Linked DNA regions of Sus scrofa: region 2 is linked to region 1. A link is a contact called in public promoter capture Hi-C data. All regions are on one chromosome and are shown on one strand. The core of a region is the stretch at or near the end of the contact, and the rest is flanking DNA. Distances in the headings are between cores, read along the strand shown.

Region 1 (6,158 bases), core at 517-3,016:
GCAACACAGGATCTGAGCCACATCTGCGACCTACACCACAGCTCACGACAACAACGGAGCCTTAACCCACTGAGGGAGGCCAGGGATCGAATGCACAACCTCATGGTTCCTAGTCAGATTCATCTCTGCTGAGCCACGACGGGAACTCTCCAAAGCATTTTCATTGTTTTTTAGCATGTGTTGTCCTCATTTCCTTCTTATTGCAACCCAGCGAGGTGTGCATTATCAATGATGAACTCAGAGTGACTTGCTGACGGTCACGTTCCCGCTAAGAGTCAAAGCTGGGATTACAACTCCCCTCTAGCTGCCCTCTAAATTCCCAGATGAGTGTACTGCTTTCAGAGTTGTTTACAAGAAAAAAAAGACCTTCCCAAAGTCCAATCTTTGTGTATCTGACCATTGATCATTCAATGTCCACAGCTTCTCCTGTGCCATGTTTTCAATATTCAGTGAATTAATGGTTTCTCTCAAAGAAGGTCTTTCCATCTCATTTCTCTGCACATGACCTTATAGCTTGTAAGATGGAGGCAGTAATGGGTCGCAGGCCCTGTGTTGACAAGCTCAGAGAACTACCGGACAGCTGTGACAGAGCCAGAGCTAAAGAAACTCCACTTGCAGGAGTTCACCTTGTGGCTCAGCGGAAACGAATCCGACTAGTATCCATGAGGCCACGATTCCTGGCCTCGCTCAGTGGGTTAAGGATCTGGCGTTGCCACGAGCTGCGGTGTAGGTCGCAGACCCAGCATTGCTGGGGATGTGGTGTAGGCAGGTAGCTACAGCTCTGCTTCCACTCCTAGCCTGGGAACTTCCATATGCCCCGGTGCGGCTCTAAAAAGCAAAATAATTAAATACATAAAACAAAAAAAAGAAATTCTGATTGCTTAACGGGCTGGCTGTCAACCGCTGGGAGCAGAGGCAGGACTGGGAATTCAGGGAAGGGACAGATCAGCATCCCTTATTTTTCCCCCTAGAACTCCTGGCTGAGAGCTGGACTCCACATAAAACTAGGTAATTTCCAGAAGTGGCTTCAAAGCCCCCTTTTAACTTATTCTATAGTCATTCCAAGCTCTGTGGATTCCGAAAATCTTTGGAGTGAAGGATGCGGCTAGAAAAGCGATGAGAATTTTCTCGCGGGCCTTAAAGGGTCGAACACATCGACCCCTCCGGTTTTCAAACCGGCTTAACAATAAAATCAGGTCTTTTGACTAAGTCCCACCCCCAGCATGACGTCACCAGACACACCTCTCGAGTCCTCGCCAGGTTTCGTCTCCAGAAACACCCATTTTCACTGTGGGGCATATAAGGATTGGCTTTACACGTACATTAAAATGCACAGATAAAAAGGCAGTTTTGAAAACGTCTGCAATATGAACACGTTTATTCTTTTTTTTCACAATTTTTTAGGACGGTGTGGAAGACAGCGTGAGGGTCACTTCGGACATTTTAAGATGTCACTCCTCCTCGGAGGAAAATAGTCGCGTCCAATTCCCGCCCCCTCACGTGTCACGAGCGTCAGCTCAGAAGGCGAGGCCGTGACGTTAGAGTCTGGGCGGGTTGGACTGTTCCAAATGAGTTCTGGCAGGGGAGCTTCTTTAGGGGAGAAAGCTGCCCAGGGACTTAACCTTCTTTCTCTCCACAGTCCATTTATGTAGGCTTTAGTGTAAAGGCACAGAAGCACTTGTGCAGGTTGACCATCCTCTCCACGGCCATGGAGAAGACGGGCGGGCGGAACCCCTTCTTGTTGCCGCTCCATCCAGTGGCCGCGTCCATTCTGTGCCGGGTGGCTCGATTTAAGGGGTAAGGGTTCAGGATCCGCTGTAGGGATCGCAAAGCGTAGCGGCCCCATGGCACCCCTGGGAAGCGTCCCGCGGTTGGTGCTGCTTTTCAGCGGGAAGAGGAAATCCGGGAAGGACTTCGTGACCGAGGCGCTGCAGAGCAGGTGTCCGTGGGGCCGGGACGGAGGAGGACCGGGGAGATCCCCAGTCACGTGACACGAGGGGTGTGTTTGGGTGTGATAGAGTGTACTTTGCGTAGGGGGTCCTCATGTTGCTGGGCAGGGGGAGCCCTGGGCGGCGAGAGGTGCAGGATTGTCACCATCACGTTGAAGAGAATCTACACACAGCCCTCCTCAAAGAACCAGGGGCCCACCTCTCCAGAAGCTGTAAGCTGTTAGGTCTCTCCAAGAAGCATAAAGAAGTTATAAAAAAGGCACTTTTTATAAACCACTCCCAGTCTTCCAGACAGTGTTGCCAGGTAACTGTTACAGATGAGGAAATTGAGTCACAAATAAAGGAATTTTCTCAGCCCACACCCCAGTGTGTCTGACTCCAAAGACAAATCTTTGCCCCACAATCACCTAGGACCTGGGGTTTATTTGAGCCTTTATTGTGTGCCAAATACTGTATGGATATATAATTTAATTCTCAAAATTTCTTTGTTAGGTACTGTGTGGTCTTATTCGTCAGTATCTCCGTTTCACAAATGAAGAAACCCACACTCTGAAAAGTTAAAAAACAAAACAAAACAAAACAGGAGTTCCCGTTGTGGCACAGCGGTTAACGAATCTGACTAGGAACCATGAGGCTGCGCGTTCGATCCCTGGCCTCGCTCAGTGGGTTAAGGATCTGGTGTTGCTGTGAGCTGTGGTGTAGGTCACAGAGGAGGCTCGGATCTCCCGTTGCTGTGGCTGTGGCGTAGGCTGGCAGCTACAGCTCCGATTAGACCCCTAGCCTCCATGTACTGTGGGAGCAGCCCAAGAAATGGCAAAAAAACAAACAAGCAAGCAAACCCCAAAACCCAGACCCAGACTTGCCAGGAGCACAAAGTAATTGGCAGATCCAGGACTCAAATTCAGCTTTAGTCTAGCTCCAAGGAATGAATTCCTTCTGCTTTATCCCACTGCTTCTCCAGATAATACCTTTTGCTCAGGTTTTCTCTCCAAGTAAGATGTTCGGTGTGGGAGCACTTTTGCTGAGATGCGGCCCTGGAGAGCACAGAAGCCAGGTCCTCTTGAGGGCCAGTGTGGTGGGGGTACCAGGAGGTTGCTTTGGGGCACCATGGGGGTTCTAAGAGGTTGTGGAAAAGCCCAGGGCAGAGTTTGCCACCTGAATCGTTCACCACTAAGTGTCTGCCACTTTCTCCTAAGTTTTGTTTCTCTTCACCCCCAAACACAGAAATCAAATAGTGGTCAGAAGCACAGGCTCTGGAATTAGACTGCTGGGATTCAAATCCTGACTCACCACTTATTGGAGTGTGATCTTGCACAAGTTTCTTATGAACTGTGTGCCTCAGTTTTGCCATCTGTAAAATGGAGTCAGTAATAGGGTTAAATGAGATAATGTACATGAAGGGCTTGGAATAATTCTTGGCACTTAGTTGAGACACAGGACCTAAATCCTGGCTTTTTAAAAAAGTTTTTACTTTTTTAATGTTTTTTTTTGTCTTTTTAGGGCCGCACCCATGGCATATGGAGGTTCCCAGCTAGGGGTCAAATCGGAGCTACAGTTGCCAGCCAACACCACAGCCACAGCTGTGCTGGGTCCGAGCCATGTCTGTGATCTACACCACAGCTCATGGCAATGCTCGATCCTTAACCCGCTGAGGGAGACCAGGGATCAAACTTGCGTCCTCATGGATCCTAGCTGGGTTCGTTAACTAACGGGAATTCCTATTTTTATTTTACCAATATTGGCCTTGTTACTTGCAGTGGAGCTTTGGGCGAGTCAGTTTTCCTCACTCAACCTCAGTTTTCTCATCTGAAACATGGAAGTAAGAACACCTGTCTCGCCATGTCAGTGTTTAAGGAAATCTGTGAGCATCTTGAGGTCAGAGCAGGAATCATGATATCTTATTCGCATTTGGATCCAAATGTAGTACCCAACCAGTGGTTGAGCAAATTGCACAACTGAATGAATGAGTTATTTATGTGTAGTGACCAAGTCAGTTGAGACCAAGATACCCCTGGCCGTGAGGTTACAGGTGCAGGGAAACCTAATCCAGCCAGAATATTGCCAGGCATGGATGTTCATACTGTTAATTATAATTTAACTTGTTTTACCTGTTAGGGCTCTTTCCCATTTGAGTTTCATGGTAACCCAGTAGGAGACAGAATAGAAGCTGTTATACCCATTTGACAGGTGAGGAAGTCAGGGAAACAGACCTGTTGAAGTTGTCTAGATACCAGTAGCAGAAATGGGGCTCCAGGGAGTTCCTGTTTCGGCGCAGCGGAAGTGAATCTGACTAGGAGCCATGAGGATGCAGGTTTGATCCCTGGTCTCCCTCAGTGGGTTAAGGACCCGGTATTGCTGTGAGCTGTGGTGTGGATCGTAGACACAGCTTGGATCCGGAGTTGCTGTGGCTGTGGTGTAGGCCAGCAGCTGTAGCTCTGATTGGATCCCTAGCCTGGGAACTTCCATATGCCACGGGTGCGGCCCTAAAAAGGCAAAAAAAAAAAAAAAAAAAGTAGAAATGGGGTTCCATTCCTCTGGACCTCTCTTCTGGGGCTAGAAGCTCTAAGTTAACGGGTTCTGATCTCCCTGTCTCATAGGCTCGGAGCTGATGTCTGTGCCATCCTCCGGCTCTCGGGCCCACTCAAGGAGCAGTATGCTCAGGTAGGTGGTGGCTCTGCGACATCCACTGGGTTGGAGGGAGCTGGTTCCTGGGCTCTGGTTGCTGTGCTGGTATTTGAGTCACTAGCAGGGTGGCAGGTAGCTTTCTGCTTTCTATAGGTAGACCTTTTGGAGGGCATTTTCAGCTTAAGTTTCTTTCCAGCTGGTCTTACTCACTTTAGGCCACCTCCCTAGGGTGTGTTCAGGAAAGTATGTCCAGAAACGGCTGTAGCGGCTGTAGCGTAGTTCCCATTGTGGCTCAGTGGTAATGAACCTGACTAGTATCCATGAGGACGTGCGCTTGATCCCTGGCCTTGCTCACTGGGTTAAGGATCTGGCGTTGACGTGAGCTGTGGTGTAGGTCGCAGATGTGGCTTAGATTCCGTGTGGCTGTGGCTATGGCCAGCAGCTACAGCTCCGATTTGACCCCTAGCCTGGGAACCTCCATATGCCACGGGTGTGGCCCTAAAAAGACAAAAGACTAAAAAAAAAAGGCTGTAGATACAGGTTGGCAGCTCTAATGCTCTATTATTAGTAAGGGTATGTTCCCTTACTCAAAAAATATAGCACACATCACTCCCCCTTCCCCACCCCCCGCCGAGCCCCCTACCCAGAGCTGGCCTGCTACAACCCTTGGAATTCTCTCCTTAGAAATTTTTTTTTTGTTTTCTTTTCTAAGGCTGCACCCTCGGCACTTGGAGGTTCCCAGGCTAGGGGATGAACTGGAGATGTAGCTGCTGGCGTACACCACAGCCACAGCAATGCTAGATCTGAGCCACATCTGCAACCTACACCACAGCTCACGGCAACGCCGGATCCTTAACCCACTGAGCGAGGCCAGGGAGTGAACCCTCAACCTCATGGTTCCTAGTTGGATTCGTTAACCACTGAGCCACGACAGGAACTCCTCTCCTTAGAAATTGAATCACAGGAGTTAAGATACATTAAGTGAAAAAAAGCAAGATGCGAAACAGTGTGTAGAGAATGCTATATTTGTACAAAAATGGGCCACATTGTGACTCTTTGCTCAGGTATTCAACCACTCAGCATGTATTTATGGGGTGTCTGCCTTATGGGGTGCATTCAGCCCTGTTCCAGATGCTTGGAATGTGTAAAAGCCATGAGAGACAGTACCACTGGTTGCCTCCAGGAAGGGGCGCTATGCGGCTGGGAACAGAGAAGGGAGAGAGATTTTTCACTGTACATGATGAATAGCTTTTGAATTTTGAGCCATGTAGATTAAAAAAAAAAAAAAAAAAAAAGGATTGTAAAAAATAAACAGAAACTCGCAGAACCTTAGACTTCAGAAAGGGAACCTGGAGGGTGAGATTCGCTTCCTACACAGTGAAGAACTTGCTCTTGGCTGACATGTCTGTCCTTGACCTTGAGGTGCACCTTTCCAGGGGCCTGTGCTCCTGGCACTTTAGTCAGGTGACTGGGGTCTGGTGTTCTGGGTCCACACAAAACGAATCTGTCACCTCCTTCCACGTGACAGCTCCATCTCCATGGGAAGTGTTCTCCTGAGCCATTGGGTCTTCTTCCACCAGCTCA
Region 2 (5,588 bases), core at 2,112-4,611, 440 kb after region 1:
CTCCCATTCAGACGTGGAGGTTTCAGATACTAGGCGGACCCTTCTTGGGCTGGGGCCAACAATGACAGCAAAAGCCCTGGGGAGCAGGAGGCCCTGAGGTGGGGACTGTGGGGACCCAAGCAGTGTGGGGGTGCTTCTTCAGGCTCCCCTTCTTATTGGAATCACCTGAGAGAGCTTCTGCACACCTCTGACTCTGGGGCCGTGTCCCAGCTCTGCTAAATCGGGACCTGTGGTGATGGGACCCAGGCCCGAGTATGTGTCAAAGCTCCCCCAGGGGATTCTAATGCGCCAGACCTGCAGTTTCAGAGGACTGAAGCCAGCTGCAGTGAGGGGCCCCTGCCCAGCAGAATTACAGCCACACACTATAAATAAATGTTGCCCCTTCGATTTGAATGTCCTCACTTTAATAACGTTCCCTAGAATGTTTCGTTGGTGGTCCTTGTTACAGAAGTCTTATGGAGTCAGTGATTCTCCTCTGTGGAGTGTCACCAGGCCCGTTTTAAGTCACCCGTAGAGTTTTCTTTCCCTTGCTTCTACGGCACTGTACATGCTCGAATCCTCTGCCCCCTTACCTGACCGCGCCTTCTCAGTCTTTTTTGGTGACACCTCTTCTCCTGTCTGCTCTTTGGCAAAGAAGTCCCGGAGTTTGCCTCGCATCCTTTCCTTTTCAGTTGGCCTCCTTTTCTCTGGTGATGGCTTTCATTCTGACAACACCAGCCGTGATCCATCACTCCTTGATGTGTACCTTGACCTTCGTCTCCTCACAGAGCTCAGATCCACATTGTCACCTGCCTGGAGAAGCTCTAGAGCTCCTTTCCCTCCCTTTCTTCTCCCATCCATCCATCCATTCTTTTTTTTTTTTTTTTTTTTTTTTTTTTGCCTTTTTCTAGGGCCACACCTACGGCATATGGAGGTTCCCAGGCTAGGGGTCGAATCAGAGCTGTAGCTGCCAAGCCTACGCCACAGCCACAGCCACAGCCACACGAGATCCGAGCCTCATCTGCGACCCGCACCACAGCTCAGGGCAACGCCGGATCCTTAACCCACTGAGCAAGGCCAGGGATCGAACCTGCAACCTCATGGTTCCTAGTCAGATTTGTTAACCACTGAGCCACGACGGGAACTCCCATCCATCCATTCTTTAGCACAGCTGTGTATCCTACAAAGTCAAACAAGACATAGTGGTCCCTGCCCTGGCAGTCTTCACCAAACTGGAAATACGGGCACATCAGCAAATAAATCCCTTCAATGAGAGAAATGCAAGGTGAAAGTGGTGGCATCTCGGGGAAAGTGGGGCATTGGAGGAGAATGTAGGCTGGAAAGAGGAGTTGCTAGACTAGACGTCAAGGAATCGGAAGATCACTGGGACACTGGAGGGCATAAGTCAGTGCAGTACACTGGGAACGTCAGAAGTTCCATCTGGTTGGAACAAAGAATTGGATTTCAGGGGGCCGGAGATAGGGCAATGTTGAGAGAAGAAATTGGAGAGGGAGGCAGTGGTGTGGTCACAGAAGGCCACCCTGAGCAGTTTGCACTTTGTAAGTGGACAGTGGAGATCTTATGGACTATTAAGTGATGAGATGTTTGCATTTAGAAAGGTCCTCCTTCACTGTGACCAAGTGGACAGATTGAAGGCTTCCTCATGGGCGTTTAGAGGAAACACAACATGATGCTTCTGTTGGCCTGGATCTCCAGCTATGGTTGTCCAGACTCTACCTGCCAGAGGGTCTGGGCCCCAAACTGGTCAGTGCCCAGACGCTGCTGCTTCCTTCCCACTGAGGCTGGCTGGCTGGCTGGTTATCTGGTGGTTGGTTGATTTGCATCAGGTTTTTTGTATCCATTTCTATACCTCAGCTCAAACCATATCTGTATTCTATCCTGTATGCTGTGTTGGGTTATCTTCCAGCAAAACATAAATTGTTCCTCTTTGGAAAGAAAGGAAAAAAAAAAGTTTCCGTCGTGGCTCAGTGGTTAATGAACCCGACTAGCATCCATGAGGACGCAGGTTTGATCCCTGGCCTCACTCAGTGGGTTAAGAATCCGGCATTGCCGTGAGCTGTGGTGTAGGTTGCAGATGCGGCTCAGATCTGGCGTTGCTGTGGCTGTGGCATAGGCTACAGCTCCAAAATGACCCCTAGCCTGGGAACCTCCATGTGCCACCTGTGCGGCCCTAAAAAGACAAAAAAAAAAAGCTCATAGTGGTTCTCCACCACATACAGAACCATCTAAGCTTTTAAATTCTGGCTTTGAAAACTTCTGCACTTTGGTTCCTGTCCTGCCTATTTTCCAGCTGCTTCTTCCACTACCTGTCTGCACTCCTGGCCTTCTGTCCTTTGAACTTTGCTCCCAGTTACCCCTGATGGGAACCGGCCCTTTCTGGTTCCCACCTCCCTATCTTCACGCACGCAGCTTCCGCCACTGGAAATGACCTTCTCTATCAAAGTCCATGCATCTTCCATTTCTCGTCCACTTGGAGTCCATCCAAGTGCCGTGGTTAAGAGTATGGCTTCTAGAGCCCAACGTCCTGCTTTTGAATCCAGGCTTTGCACTTACTGGTTTGGGCAATTTCCTTAAACTCTTTGTGCTTCCGTTTTCTCTTCTGTGATAGGGGGAACTAACAGTGCCCATTTCACAGTGCAGTTGTGAAAATCATAATACACTGAAAAAACTGCGTACCGCGTAGTACGCTATGCTAAATGTTAGCTCTTGAGTTATTATCTTTGTTTTTCCCCATAACTCCCTGTTTACTTTTATCTATTCTGCAGTCATTCGTCTGTTATTATTTGTGGACGTATCACTACTTTGGAACCACCTAAAAGTCACACTGCCCTCAGTGTATGTGGCCCATTGCTTGAATACAGTAAACAGTGGATTTTTATTAAAATATTTTGGGAGTTCCAGTCATGGCGCAGTGGTTAACGAATCCGACTAGGAACCATGAGGTTGCGGGTTCGATCCCTGGCCTTGCTTAGTGGGTTAAGGATCCGGCATTGCCCTGAGCTGTGGTGTAGGCTGCAGATGTGGCTCGGATCCCGAGTTGCTATGGCGGTGGTGTAGGCCAGCGGCTACAGTTCCGATTGGACCCCTAGCCTGGGAACCTCCATATGCCGCGAGAGCAGCCCAAGAAATGGCAAAAAGACAAAAAAAAAAACAAAAAAAAACCTTTGATCTCAGCTTCCTAACAAGAGGTAAACACTCTGAAGGTGAACCAAACTCATAGACTGGACAGGGGCTCCAGGAGCTGTGGAGGGGGGTTGCCCTGAAACCACTTCTCTTCTCTCAGTTGGCTCCTGCCACCTGAGGCGGGCCTGCCTTCCCCGGTGATCCCATGCTCTGGCTCAGGCCCAGGGGGAAGAGGTTGTAGCTTCGAGGTCATCAGCCCCATCAGAGACAACCAGGCCAGCAGACAGATGGGGGGAGGGTCGGTGAAGAGGGAATCGGTTCTTCCCCAGGCTTCCATGGCACCTTTTCTTCAAAGGTGTGGGGTACGATGTGTGTTTTTCAGAAATCAGACGACGAGGTTCCAAAGACCCGCTGGTGAAGGCTCTTCAGCTGCTCGACAGCCCCTGCGAGCCCGGGGAGAACGGCCTGAAGCCCGAGGCTCTGGCCAAGAGACGGGGCTCCAAGGAGCTCGCCGGGAAGCCGCCGCAGCTGTACGACACGCCCTACGAGCCAGCGGCCGAGGGCGTCCCGCGCGCGGAGGCCCCCGAGCGGAAGGCGCGGCCCCCCGACGGCCACAGCCGGCTGCCCCAGGACGACGAGAGGCCCGCGGCTGAGTACGAGCAGCCCTGGGAGTGGAAGAAGGAGCAGATCGTGCGGGCGCTGTCAGGTGAGGCTGGTCCGGAAACCCCGCCCGCCAGAGCTTTGTCCCAAGGCACTTTACTTTCTGTTCCTCGAGGGCAGGTCTTTTCCCAAGGAATTTGATGGAGAGAATTTGGCCAGGGTTGGAAGAGAGGACTGAAGAAGAGCCCTTAGTATTGCATGTAGCTTGTCTCCTTCTGAGCATCATTCCTATCTTCTCAGTGTGCTGACAGTTTTAGAAATGCCTTCAGTAACTACTGAAAAGCCCTATCTAATCACCACCAAAGCTATCAAATTGAGAGCAGCTTTTTCTCTTACTTGGTGCTACTCCTCAAACCTGTTAAAATTCCTATTTATAAAATGGCAGTAGTGACAGGCAGCGGTGGTTGGAAAGCTTGCGGAAGCTAGTGTGAATTTTTAATTTTAATAGCTTAAGAGGAAGTTGATAAGTAAATTGCCAACGGATATTAAATATATTTCTGGAGTTCCCATCATGGCTCAGTGGTTAATGAATCCGACTAGGAATCATGAGGTTGCAGGTTTGATCCCTGGCCTCGCTCAGTGGGTTAAGGATCCGGCATTGTGAGCTGTGTTGTAGGTCACAGACGCAGCTCAGATCCCGAGTTGCTCTGGTGTAGGCCAGTGGCTACAGCTCCGATTAGACCCCTAGCCTGGGAACCTCCATATGCCTTGGTGCAGCCCTAGAAAAGACAAAAAGACAAATGTGTGTGTGTGTGTATTTCTCCCTCCTGCTTCTCCAAGGACATGGTTCTTCTGCTTGGCTCACCACCTGATTTCTTTTGCATTTGATTTGAAAAGTTAGGAATGTCTTTTGCCTCCAACAGTAAACCTGTGTTTTGGGTTTGGTTTTTTATTTTATTTTTTTGTCTTTTTAGGGCTGCACCTGCGGCATATGGAGGTTCCCAGGCTAGGGGTCCAATCGGAACTGTAGCCGCTGGCCTCCACCCACAGCCAGTTTTTGATTAAAAGCACAGTCAGTGTAAAAGGGTGACCAGAGAAGGTAATAGATTTGATAGCAAACATGTGAGTCTGTTTTTGTTTTGTTTTAGATTGTTTTCCACACATCTCTCTTGGCACTGGCTATTGTGCTAGATACCACTCATTTTATCTCTCTTCTATCCAGCATAGTTGCCATAGCATCTTTAAGGCGCTGTTAATAGTTTGTTTCTGAGCTGTCTCTTTATTGTTTCACGGTGAAAACCTTCATTTAGTTTCATAGAACGATACACACTCTTGCACAGAGTCGTCATCTATGATTATGTTTAGTCTTTTTTCTCAATATACCAAAACAAAGAGTTGGGTTTTTTTTTTTTTTTAAGTACATGCTGACATATACTAAAATGGTTTCCTCTCATAGTCTAAAATCATTTTACGCTAATGAATATCGTGCAGAAAAAGTGGCTGCACGTGGATGCTGGCCAATCAAAGACAGCAGGAGCTCAGCTCGCCCAGGTTCCTTTGCCGTATATTTTAGCTCAAATGAAAGAGGGCGAAAAGTTTCTTTCCCAAGATGAGGCAGACAAGGTCCTCGCATTGAAGTGAACATGGGTCGTTCCTCAGTGGCCTCTGATGGTAAATGGAGCCTTCCTTCCAGTTCAGTTTGAAGGCTCTGAGCGACCTTCCATCAAGGAGGAGTCTGTGAGGCAGCACCACCGACAGAAGAGCTGGACCCAGAAGATCTTGAAGCCAAGCCTCTCTGACCACAGTGAGGGGGAAAGAGTGGACCCAGCCCTGCCACTGGAGAAGCAGCCGTGAGTCTCTCCCAC

What was found. Promoter capture Hi-C pulls out the DNA fragments that hold promoters and counts their contacts.
Region 2: a promoter capture Hi-C map of liver shows a contact between it and region 1, with 2.4 times the contacts expected there. The contact joins the enhancer-like site here to the promoter of PMVK in region 1. A contact is called at or near these places in 2 of 5 promoter capture datasets (fetal skeletal muscle and liver), 5 of 47 Hi-C or Micro-C datasets (fetal heart ventricle, fetal liver, fetal skeletal muscle and 2 more) and 1 of 2 datasets of contacts at active chromatin or transcription factors (alveolar macrophages).

The regions. Positions count from the first base shown.
Region 1 is chr4:94,859,902-94,866,059 of Sscrofa11.1, forward strand. It overlaps PMVK (phosphomevalonate kinase), which reads left to right and starts at 1,767. Exons shown (of 5, transcript NM_001168416.1): 1 at 1,767-1,939; 2 at 4,547-4,610. The coding sequence starts at 1,845.
Region 2 is chr4:95,295,625-95,301,212 of Sscrofa11.1, forward strand. It overlaps SHE (SH2 domain-containing adapter protein E), which reads left to right. Exons shown (of 6, transcript XM_001929442.4): 3 at 3,506-3,829; 4 at 5,417-5,573. Among named protein-coding and RNA genes, the nearest start is that of TDRD10, 14 kb to the left of the region's middle. Within about 2 kb of position 3,362, at least 5 of the 83 cell types and tissues checked have an H3K27ac peak or open chromatin away from gene starts, as enhancers often do. A contact at or near this core is called in fetal liver and liver, where this site is marked.